2 separate regions of the Pan troglodytes genome follow, and region 1 is linked to region 2. A link is a contact called in public Hi-C data. All regions are on one chromosome and are shown on one strand. The core of a region is the stretch at or near the end of the contact, and the rest is flanking DNA. Distances in the headings are between cores, read along the strand shown.

Region 1 (5,666 bases), core at 2,662-5,161, 180 kb before region 2:
CTGGTGTAGCAATACACCAATTCTTATTTAGGCCATTAAAAAAAGCATCCCTAAATACAGGGAGCCAATTATTAACATTTACACTTTTATTATAAAATTACTCTTAATTTTAAGAACTGTAGCTTTCACTACACTTAAAGGATCGATCTCAACCTCCCTTTCCTATAGTAAATAGACTGATGGAAGGTAAGAATATCTTTCCAGTACATTTTTTGCTTAACAACAAAAAAATAGTATCTTAGAGAAGTCCCTGGGAAGACTCGTGACCTTGTACCTCCTTTAATCAAAAGGCTGAACTAAGTATGATCTTCAAAGCCGGATTTGACATTTCACCATTCTGTCTCCAGCCTTTCCAGATACACTGGAGAAGATTCCTTACATGGATTTTTTTTTTCACTAGAGGACCTTCTGGTTTTCCAGAAAGGAAAACTTGTAGGTAATATTATGTCTCAGCCTCAAAACTCACACTGACAAATCTCTCTGCCTTACGTGTTCAAGTGTGATTGATATGTAAGAAAAGGACAATTCTATGGGAGCATAACACACTAGCTACCACCATTAAATGGTAAGCATTAAGCTTAAATTCACCTTTTTTTGAGTAAACAATGTTGCATCCCTACCCATTTTAGTGCTTTTAAACACCTGTGACAAGACCAATTCGCTCATTACACCCTTTGACATCAGCATCAGCAATCTAAATCAATTTTACCAAACACTAAATTTTGTATTTAAAAATGCTAAGGGCCTCCGTTGACAACAAATCTCCCAAAGTTGCATCCTAAGCTACAATGTTGGCCAAGCATTTCTATCAAATATTTAAAATAGAGATTTCCATACCTGTCTTCATCACCATCAACAGGAATAGCTATGCTGAATACAGAGGTGGCCAGACTGTTCATAGGTGTTAACTGAAGGGGGTTTGCCAGGGAATCTGCAACAGGCGGCTTCACAACAGGCTTATTTTCAGCAATGAGAGAAAGTGGTGGTTGAGGTAGGGGTTCTGATTTTCTTCTAGTATCGTCGACTTGCCCGACTAAAGGCTGGGTCTGAGTTTGAAACTGGCTTAGGTCAGACTGTGGTAGACTTGTTGGTGCGCTGTGTGTGCCTGGCGCTAAGGGCAGCCCAACATGCTGGATTATGCTGCTGCTCCTGCTGACTGGCGTATGGCTGCTCAGCTGTTGCGACTGGGCCAGAGGCGCGGGTACATTTGGCATAGTAACAGAAGTGGTAGACACACTAGGCACGCTTGGAGCGGGCACGGCTGCAGGCACGTTTGGAACTCCGGGCACCACGGCGTGAGGGCCACCAGGTACGGCTGACAGCGGACCACTGCCACCCATCTGCGGCGGAGGCACGGACTGGGGCTGCCCAGCCCCCGCAGGACCCAGGCACGGCTGCACCACGCCTCCCACAGTAGCCGGGGGCACTCCAGTCGGCTGACAAGGCGCGACCTGCCCGCCTTGCGCTGGTCCCGTCCGGGGGGCCATGGCTTCGCTGGGCTGGGAAGACGCGCCCATGAGCTGCGCGCCCACCGAGGAAGCATTCTGGCCGGTGCCCACGGGAAGGGTGGCCGCCGTGGCGGGGCTCGCTGCGGCGCCGGTGGACGAGGGCTGCGCGGGGCTTGGCGGCTGCAGGCCGGCCACGTGCTGCTGCAGGTACTCACTCTGGCCGGAGGGCTGGACGGGCAGCAAATGTCCGGGCGGTATCTGAGGCTGAGGATACGCGAACTGCTGGGGCTGCTGCGCCGCGGAGGCGCCCACTGCAGGGCCCGGCTGCGGAGGCAGGGACATAGCCGGCTGCGCCAGGGTTACATTCGTCGGCGGCAGAGTCTGTCCCCCGGGCCCCGCTCCCTGGGGCTGGCTGGGCTGCGCGGCTGCCATCATTGGCTGCGGCCCGGTCGCGGCTCCCGGGAACGGCGGCAGCGGAGCCGAGCTTTGAGCCACAGCCCCACCTACGGGTGGCGGCGGCGGCTGTGGCTGCCCAACGCTAAAACTCTGCGGCTGGGCCGGAGTGGGCTGGCTCATTTTCTCCGACGGGGGTAGCTGTGACACAGCAGTCAAGGAGCTGTCAGTTCCCGACTCGGGCCCGTGCGCCCCCTGCATGGAGGCCACTACTACCACCACCGACCCTCCGGTGGCGCCCAGGCCGCTGTCCCGCTCCGCAGTCTGGTCAAAAGTACTGCTGTGTCTAATGCAATCCCCGGATCTAGTCAGGACGCTGCTGTCTGAATCCCTCTCATAGTATTCCATACACGTCCATCGGCCGCGTCTATAGGGCTCTCCGCTCCCGTGGTCCAGCTTGATCACGCGAAAACGGGAACTACATGTGGTGGGAGGCTGAGATGGGGCTGCAGTCACTGGCCCGGCGGATGAGCCCGCCAGCTGGGGGCCGCCGGGTGCTCCGGTGGCGGGGGCCGAAGTGGCGGCCGCCGCCAGGGTACTGGCGAGCGCCCCAGACACGCTCCGGGCCGAAACGACTCCTCCTCCGTTGGCGGGAGCAGCAGCCGCCGCTGCCAGCTGCCCATCTAGGAGGAGGTTTGGGGAGACGGTCCCGGGAGTCTCCGCATCCCCAACATTGTTAAGCGTCTCTTCCGAAGAGCTGCGCTCGCAGACCTCCTCAGGGCCATAATCCGTGGCCCGAGAGACGTCGAAAATCTCGGAGGAGACGTCCTCTGTGCGTGACTCGTCCGGGTCGTCCAAGCTCTCGGTGTCCTCGGTGATGCTAGTGGCCACCTGGGCCGTGGTGACACTGGTGATCTGGAAGCAGCTCTTCTTCTTGGCCGGCATCTTGGACATGGTGAAGAAGGCTGGAGGGCAGAGAGGCACGCCGGCTCCTCTGGGTCCTGTCGGAAACCGGGGAGGGCAGTGCACGGGCCCCCAAAGACAAAGTCCGAGTCTGCGCTGGGGTCTGAGGCCCGTCGCTGTTAAGAGTCACGGGCTGATCCAGGCGCTGGCCGCCCGGTGAGACATCCTCCTCCTCGTTTCCTTCTCCGTGTCGGTCTCTTCGGCTCTGCCCCCGTCTCAGTCCCGCGGCGGCTCCTCCTTCCTTTTTAGCTCTCGCAGCCGCGGCGCCTCAATTCAATTCCCTCAGAGGCGGCGAGAGCGCGAACCCAGGGGCGGGTCGGCTGCTTCCTCTCTCGTCTCCGGGCAGCCGTGGTCAGTCCAGCTCGGCGCTCGGCGCGGTCAGCAGGCCTTGGCTGGGGGTGGGAGTGGGAGGGCGAAGAGGAGGAGGAGGAGGAGGAGGAGGAGGAGGAGGAGGAGGAGGAGGAGGAGGAGGAGGAGGAGGCGGTGGCGGTGGCGGCGGCGGCGGCGGCGTGAGGGGCGGTGCTGCCCCGCTCGGGCTCCTCAGGCCGGTGCCGGCGTCAGCGCTGGGCTCTCTGACTGAGGGAAGGAGCGGCGAGTCCGGAGTCGGAGATGCCTAATTCAGCCGGGAGCCGCGGGCCGGAGCTGGCTGAAGGGCCGCGGGCGGGCGGTGGGGCTGTGGCGCGGGCAGGCGGCCCTCCCTCCCCGGCTCTAGCCGGAGCTCAGCCCCAGGGACATGTCGACTGCCTCAGGCGGAAACCCGCTCTGGGGGAGGGGAAAGCCGGCTCGGTCCTCCCCTTACAGGGGGAACCACCCCTGCGGGCGGGCGGCGACGGCGGTCTCGGCCTCCCCTCGCGGCTTCTCTCAGAGAGGGGCGGCGGCGGCAGACCGCTGGCACGGGACCGGAGGCGCCCCGGCTGTGTGAGGTAGCGGTGGTGGCTTCTTCAGCTCCTCCTCGGTGCGCCCAATTCCTAAACCCCGAAGAAACTGAAATTCAAACTGCTGAAGAGGCGGCTGCAGCTCCCTCCGCTGGGCCAAGATGGGGCTGAAATGGCCGCGCCAGGGATGCTGGGAGGAGCAGCAGCCCCGCTGCCGCCGCCGCTGCCGACTAAAATGCCGCCGCTGCCGCAACCACCGCCAGCGCCGCAGCCGCCGCCGTTCCGTGACGCACCGGCGTCGTGACGTCACCGCTCCGCCCCCTCCGGTTTCCTGCAGTTTCGCGTGGAACCTGGGGTGGGGGGCAATGGGCGGGGCTAAAGGTTAAAAAAGGGAGCGGTTTCTTTATTTAAAATTTTTTAAATTTAAATTTTGTGTTGTAGGTTCTTTAAGCATTGACGAGCTAAAGACCATTTTAAATTCTAAGCCTAGGGAAGCTTACAATGGAACTAATCAGATGTTTTTATGTCGGTTTGTTCCGAGACAGTGGAAGACTGGAGGTCATGTGCTTGTGTCTAATGTTTAGCAAAATCTTAGTGAAACGAGGGCGATAGGAATGGGGGCTGGGGAAGACTTAGATGGGATAAAAAGAGGTGCGGCTGGAAGAACTAAATCACTTTAAAACTTCTGAAAATAAATGTTGACCATTGTAGTCAGAGGAGTAAAATGTTCAGAGAAATGGGGATGATTAAACAAGAACGACAAGCCAGATTGAGTCAGAAAATTATCTTCCTGCCAGAAATTCTGTCTCCAACAACGGCATCAGGGGGTGGTTACTTGCCCAGGGTGTAGTCGGTTTTTAAAAAGCTTAAGGGTTACCAACATATTCCTAAATTTCCTGAATTTGCTGTGATTCCAGGATTCATTTAAACTCTTGAGACTGTTTTACTTTCGGCACGAAATCAGCTCATGGGCTTTATAAATGTAGAACCTACTGCATTATAGTTCTTCTTTTTGTTTATTCTAAAACTGTTAGTAGCAGCCAGCGTATTATATGATTTGGATTGGGCCATGAACAACCGTAACGAGTGATAAAGCACCCTTTCCTGTTCCAATGCAAAGAACAACTATGAAAAGAAAGTACTGGCAAATTTATCATCTGGTAGTTAGTTCCTGGCCAAAGAAAATGGTAAGGCCATTCTTTTAAGCAGTTAAAAAAAATGGGGATGGGCTCTTAAACTTTGGCATACTAAGGCCATTCTTTTAAGCAGTTTAAAAAAATGGGGATGGGCTCCTAAACTTTGACATACTAAAGCAGTCGTCGTTTAGGTAAAATCTAAGTCTTAATGGAAATCGTGATTTCATATCTACTGCAGCGTTAGCAATCACATAATGATAACTTAAATCAGTAAATCGTTGAACTCGGTTCTCTAATCTTTGAAGAATAGAAATACTTTTTATCCCAAAAGATGTTTTGAGAATTAAATTTGCAGAGAATTTTTTAGGTCTTTAGTTGTAATTTATAGAGCTAGATCTTTTAACTTTAGTGGAAACCATGCACTCCAAACCCAAGTGACTGGAGTCAGAATGTGAAATAAGACGACATAAAATCCCTATTTCTTAAGGGGGTGGGCGAAAGTAATGGAACAAAATGTAACGTTATGCTATTGTGGCAGAGATAGCTAATGGAATGTTTCATTTCTAAGTCTGTAATTTCAGTAATTGTTAGAGGCAGTTTTCCATCAATAAGTTAGATCAAATGGTTAAACCCAATATGAATTTATAAAAGCTTAATTTAATTTTGGATTGATTTACCAGATGTTTAAGGTGGTTATAATGGGTAGTGTTGATGGTGGTGCTTTTGGAAAAATGAGTATTATATGCCTGCTCATCCCTTTACATTATCTTATCATATAAACTTCTTGATTACTCGTTATGATACTCTTAAATGGTACATTTAGAGGAAAAATCTTAAAGTAATCTGTAAGA
Region 2 (5,886 bases), core at 1,520-4,019:
ACCATAAGTTTTATTCATTTGTTATTGATATGTAACAACAGTACATATTCATAGGCTACATGTGACATTTTGATACAGGCATATAACGTGTAATGATCAAATCAGGTTATTTAGAATATTCATCATCTCAAATATTTATCACTTCTTTGTGTTGGGAACATTGCAAATCTTCTCTTCTAGTTATTTTGAAATATACAATAAATGATTGTTAACTATAGTCATCCTGCTGTGATATCAAAAACTAGTACTTATTCCTTCTAACTGTATTTTTTTCACCCATTAACCAACCTCTCTTCATCCCCTGCTCCCCCAGTCTTTCAAGCCTCTGATAATCTTTCTACTCTCTACCTCCATAAGAACCACCTGATTAGCTCCTTGACTGGCTTATTTCACTTAACATAATGACTTTCAGCTCCATCTATGTTGTTTCAAGTGACAGGATTTTATTCTTTTATTTATTTATTTATTTATTTTGAGACACAGTCTTGTTCTGTCACCCATACTGGAGTGCAGTGGCACAATCTTGGCTCACTGCAACCTTTGCCTCCAGGGTCAAGCAATTCTCCTGCCTCGGCCTCCTGAGTAGCTGGGATTACAGGTGTGAGCCATTGCACCCAGCCAGAATTTTTTTCTTTTTATGGCCGAATAGTATTCCATAACAGTATTCCTGTTATCAAAAAGCTGTTATCTTTTTGATAACAGCTATTTTAACTGAAGTGAAACGATATCCCGTTGTGGTTTTGATTTGCATTTTCCTGATGATTAGTGATGTTGAGCATTTTTTTCATATACTTGTTTGCCATTTGTATTTTTTTTTTGAGAAGTATCTATTCGGATGATTCACTCATTTTTAAAATAATATATATATCTTTGCTATTAAGTTGTTTGAGCTCCTTATATATTCTGGTTATTAACCCCTTGTCAAATGAATAGTTTGCAAATATTTTCTCTCATTCTATAGGTTGTGTCTTCACTCCATTGGTTGTTTTCTTGCTCTGCAAAAGCTTTTAGCTTGATGTAATCCCATTTGTCTATTTTTGCTTTGGTTGCTTCTGCTTTGAGATCTTACCCAAGAAAATCTTTGGCCAGAACAATGTCCTGTAGAGTTTCCCCAGTGTTTTCTTCTAGCAGTTTCATAGTTTCAAGTCTTACATTTAAGTCTTTAATCCATTTTGATTTGAATTTTGTCTGTTGAGAGATCGAGGTCTAGTTTCATTTTTTGGCATATGGATCTCCGGTTTTCCCAGCACCATTTATTGAAGCAGGTGTTCTTTCCCCAGTAAATGTTTGGTGCCTTGTTGAAAGTCAGTTAGCTGAAAATATGTGAATTTATTCCTGGGTTCTCTATTCTGTTCCAGCGGTCTGCGTGTCTGTCTTCATGCCAGTACTATGCTGTTTTGGTTTTGTAGTATGTTTTAAATTCAGGTAGTGTGATGCCTTTAGCAAGGTCCATAGATTTTAATTAGTGCCTTTTAAGTCTCTGAATTTATAGATTATTTCCCTCATTTGTTGAAGAATTCTGGTTATTTTCCCTATGGAGTTTCCCACAGGCTGGACTTTCTGATTATACTCATGGTGTCATTTAACATGTTTCCATGCCCTGTGTATTTCTTGCATACTTTTAGTTAGATCTAAGGCTTGATCAGACTCAGGGCTGATGTCTTGACAAGAATACTTGAAAGATTGTGTTGTACATTTCCAACAAGTCCACATAGTTCTGGCTGTCTCTTTGTGAAGTTAGCAGCCATTCGTGATTGTGTTGTTGTGGATCCACTCAAGAAACAGAAGCCATTCGTTAATTCAAATACTGGAAGTTTCATAAAAAGAACGATTAAGATAAGTGATACGATTTAGCTGTGTCCCCACCCAAAATCTCGTCTTGAATTGTAATCCCCATAATCTCCACGTGTCAAGGCAGTGACCAAGTGGAGGTAATTGGATCATAGGGGTGGTTTCCCCCATGCTGTTCTTGTGATAGTAAGTAGGTTATCTTGAGATCTGATGGTTTTATAAGCGTCTGGCATCTCCCCTGCTTGCACTCACTCTGTACTGTCACCCCATGAAGAAGGTGCCTGCTTCTCTTTTGCCTTCCACTGTGATTGTAAGCATCCTGAGGCCTCCCCAGCAATGCGGAACTGTGAGTCAATTAAACCTCTTTCATTTATAAATTACCCAGTCTCAGGTATGTCTTTATTAGCAGTGTGAGAATGAACTAATACCATAAGATAAGAGAGTACCTATGAAGACATAAAGAGACTTCTGAAGAGTACCCTATGTCTAGGGGAGAGTACTCAAGGAAAAGCAAAACTGGAAGGGGTGGGCTCTTCCCCAAGGCTGCGATTCCAACATTATTGGAGCAGGCAAGCGTGTGGCCTACTAGATAGCAGTTAAGTTCACTGGGCTGTCCAGCCAGAGCCGGTCCACAGCCTCCAGGCCAGCAGGAAAGAAACCAATGAGTGCAGGTGCGTTAAGTCTGGGAGGTGAGGCCTCATGTGTGCAATGGGTGGAGGGTCTGGTGTGCAATGCTCATGTTGGGTGGGCCCAGGGAAACAACATCCTGGGGTGCAGGCCAGCTGATGCTGGAAAGCAGTGCCCAGGAAGAGTTGAGACTCCACTGCAGATGTTAATCCACATCCCAAGGACTGAGGTGAGGTTCACTGGGCCGAGTCTGGGGCTCTGAGGTCACTGAGGGACTGTACATTCTGGGTATGTGGCTGGGGCAGAGCACCACTGGGTAACTCACACACGCACTGTTGACAGACCATGCAGCTGGAGCAACAAAAAACAAAGGTCAGTACCCTGGAACCAGGAAGAAAAGCCCCACTTCTCCTACAGTGTCCCTCCAGCGCCCTCTACCGACAAAGCTTCACATCGATCTCACTGTAAAGGGGAAATGCTTGAAGAGTCCATTCCATTACCCCAGAGCAGTTACTGAAGGGTGGATGTGGGGCTGAGAGGCAATAAATTAACAACTGGCATAATGATCAGTGGCTAGGTTCATTATTCATTAGGGGTTGCAAAATGGTGATAATCTAATTCTATCCATCTTCCTACATTAGGTTGGAAGGCTTCTAGTGGGAGAAACTTCCCACATCCCCTCTTTGGTGAGGCCCCAAGGCAAAATGTGCACAAAAACCTGGCTCCCACCCCACTGCCACCACTTTCCCTCTTCTTACCTAGTGTAGATCCTTAGGGTCTTAGTAATTTTTAAATTCACCTTATCTTTAATTCCAGGTCTGATCTGAACTCTACTTCTGGCCTCTTGGCATCTCCTTTTCGCTCTGGTCCAATGCCTAACTTCAGGTCGAAACTATTTTCTTACCACCTCCTGAATCTTGACTCTGCCCGTAAATTCCCTGAAGAGAATGTATGGGAAGTGGAACTTCTCATTTACATCTCCTGTAATCCTCGCAAACACCTTATGAGATGGGTGTTATTGTCTGGGTTTTACAGATGGGGAACCCAACTAAGGCTTAGAGAGGTGAAGCAAGGAATGAAGAGCTGGGGTTAGAGCCTGAGGCTGCTCACCTCTGAATTGTGAGAGTTGGAGGCCCAGAAGGACATGCTGCCTTCCGCAGATTCCTCTTCAGGTAACATCAAACTCACATGCCTCCTGGATTCTCACCAGTTCTCTGTTTTTTCCTGAATTTCCAGGTCATTAGAAGTGTTCTTCACATTGTCTCCTGCTAGCTTCACCATTGAAAACTCCCCATCTCTCTTACAGGATCACTTCCTCCAGTATCCAATCCAGGTCTTTATTTTCAGGCCTGGATTTCTTCTGAAACAGTTGCCTAATACTATTTAACTGCATTTACTTCCCCACAACTTAATTGCATTTTATTTTCTCTTGTCTCAGATTACTGGGACAGACACGTAAATCCTCTCTAGTTCTGAAGATACTGTTTTTACCTCCTCCATCATCCACTCTCCTGCACTCTCCCTACACAGAGAAGGGAATGAGAATAGAGGTGAGAACTTCTCTTCCCAGAGGTAGGTATGCTACTGGGGGTGGGGGTGGGGGTGGGGGATGGGGTGTAAAGAAGGAAATAAACAACTGCCAGACCTGGCACTGACATTGAAACTCTCTTCATTCTCCACTTCAGAAAACCATGACCCAGCTATGAGGTCCCTATCATTCCAGCTATGTAGAGACAGCTAAAAATCATGGTGAAACCTCCGCTCTCCTTTCTTTCTTCTCCAGTTCATCCTTCCTCATTCAACAACTCACCTGCTACTTTTCCTTTTCTCTAGAGTCATCCCCTCCACCCCACAGTTATGGCTCCCACCTCCTGATCATCCTGAGCCCCTTCCCCTCCATTCCTTCCTCTTGGTCCGTGGCCCCTCTCTTCCTCTTTCCTTCCTCTTACCCAAGCTTCACTGGCAAAATCAAACAACATAACAAAAGAATGGGGAATAAGCAAACAGCTGCCTACCCTTGCTTGGAAGCCTTGGGAAGCAGCTTCCTTCACCTCCATTGATTCTGAGTCTCTGCGCTTCGGAGTGTTTGGCCCTCGTTCAAGGCTACGGTGGCCATGGACTCATTGTGTTGAGATGAAGGTAAATCCAGGCAGTTTCTTTTTTTAGATGCAATTGTGTTTCTGGAAAAGGCTGCACATCACATAATAGGAAATCCTGAGAGGGTGAAGACTGTTTCCTGCCAGTTGAAGCATTGTTGTCTTTGGCTGTTCTGACAATAGCAGAAACCTTCGAGTAAGGTGGAGGGGCCGGGAGGGAAGAGCTGGCTGCGTTGGGGTAGATGAAGAGTGAACTGCGGAGTCGGGGAAAGTGGAGATTGCCAGGGACAGTGATATAAACTAAGTGAAAGCAAATAAGTTGTAGAACCCTGCCAAAGGATGAAACCAGCCAAGAAAAAAAAAAAAGAAAAAAAAGAACTCTGATTACTTCGAAAAAATATCTGTCAAAATGCTCTCAGCTAGGGGAAGACATTGTCAGGTTATTATGGGCTTTTTTTTTTTTTAATATAAAAAATGGTCCATGAAACAAGTAGGTATCTAATGGATCCTGCTCGGGGATGGTAATGATGACAGTCAGTGATGACGACAATGATGGGGATAGTGATAACTAAATTGGAGACAGTCACAGCTTCATTCATTTAAAATAGAAATGCTCTCTGCTGTAGAATCTTTAGACCTAAAAAAATAGAGGCTCTTTGGGGATCTATGGATAGTTCTGGAGCAGGGGCTTCTCATCTTTTAAGTGCATATGAATTTCCTGGGATCTTGTTAAAATGCAGGTTCTGATTCATACCCTGGGATGAGCCCGAGATTCTGCATTTCTGACCAACTCCCAAGTGAGTTCTGCTGGTCGTTTAATAGATCCATCCTCTTTCTACACTCGGGACTAAAGCCGCTTTTTCCTACTTCAGGTGCAATGACTTCATGTTGGGGACTTGAAATTGGCCAGTGCTATATGTGAAAATCAGGGCTTTTTTCTCCCCCTACTTTTTTTTTTTTTTCCTCTTTCTTTTTGGAGAGCTGGTTTACCAGCATACTTTTGGAGTGGGAGAATGACCACTGTGTGGTCCATGGACCCATGAGGCCCATTTTGAGACTGATGTGGGCCGTTTATCACAAGGTTCTGTATGTTCCACTCTAACAGGGGGCCATGGTGGTGCTTGGGTCAACTGTCATTCGTGTCCACTCAGATCCTATGTCTAATAGTCCTTGAAAGATCTAGGGGTTCTCCTTTCTCCAGTGTAGAATTACTCAGGTAAATGGCTAAGGGAGTCTCTGGGGAGGATTGGGGGAAGAGCTACCACAGATATTTGGTGTGGTTTGTGCAGCATCCTTCCTCAAAGGGAGCCGGCCTCCCCTTCAATCAATGAGTCCTGGATCTTAGAGCTGACTCACATGCAGAAACTGGGTG

The links. Hi-C and Micro-C count contacts between places; a contact is called where the count stands out from the background.
Region 1: a Hi-C map of stem cell-derived neural progenitor cells shows a contact between it and region 2, with 6 times the contacts expected there. The contact joins the promoter of TSC22D2 here to the enhancer-like site in region 2. A contact is called at or near these places in 1 of 7 Hi-C or Micro-C datasets (stem cell-derived neural progenitor cells) and 1 of 1 datasets of contacts at active chromatin or transcription factors (stem cell-derived excitatory neurons).

The regions. Positions count from the first base shown.
Region 1 is chr2:153,602,024-153,607,689 of NHGRI_mPanTro3-v2.0_pri, reverse strand. It overlaps TSC22D2 (TSC22 domain family member 2), which reads right to left and starts at 3,911. Exons shown (of 4, transcript XR_001713728.4): 1 at 838-3,911.
Region 2 is chr2:153,420,779-153,426,664 of NHGRI_mPanTro3-v2.0_pri, reverse strand. All of the region lies in intron 2 of LOC107970806 (a long non-coding RNA gene), which reads right to left. Among named protein-coding and RNA genes, the nearest start is that of TSC22D2, 180 kb to the left of the region's middle. Within about 2 kb of position 2,769, at least 6 of the 24 cell types and tissues checked have an H3K27ac peak or open chromatin away from gene starts, as enhancers often do. A contact at or near this core is called in stem cell-derived neural progenitor cells, where this site is marked.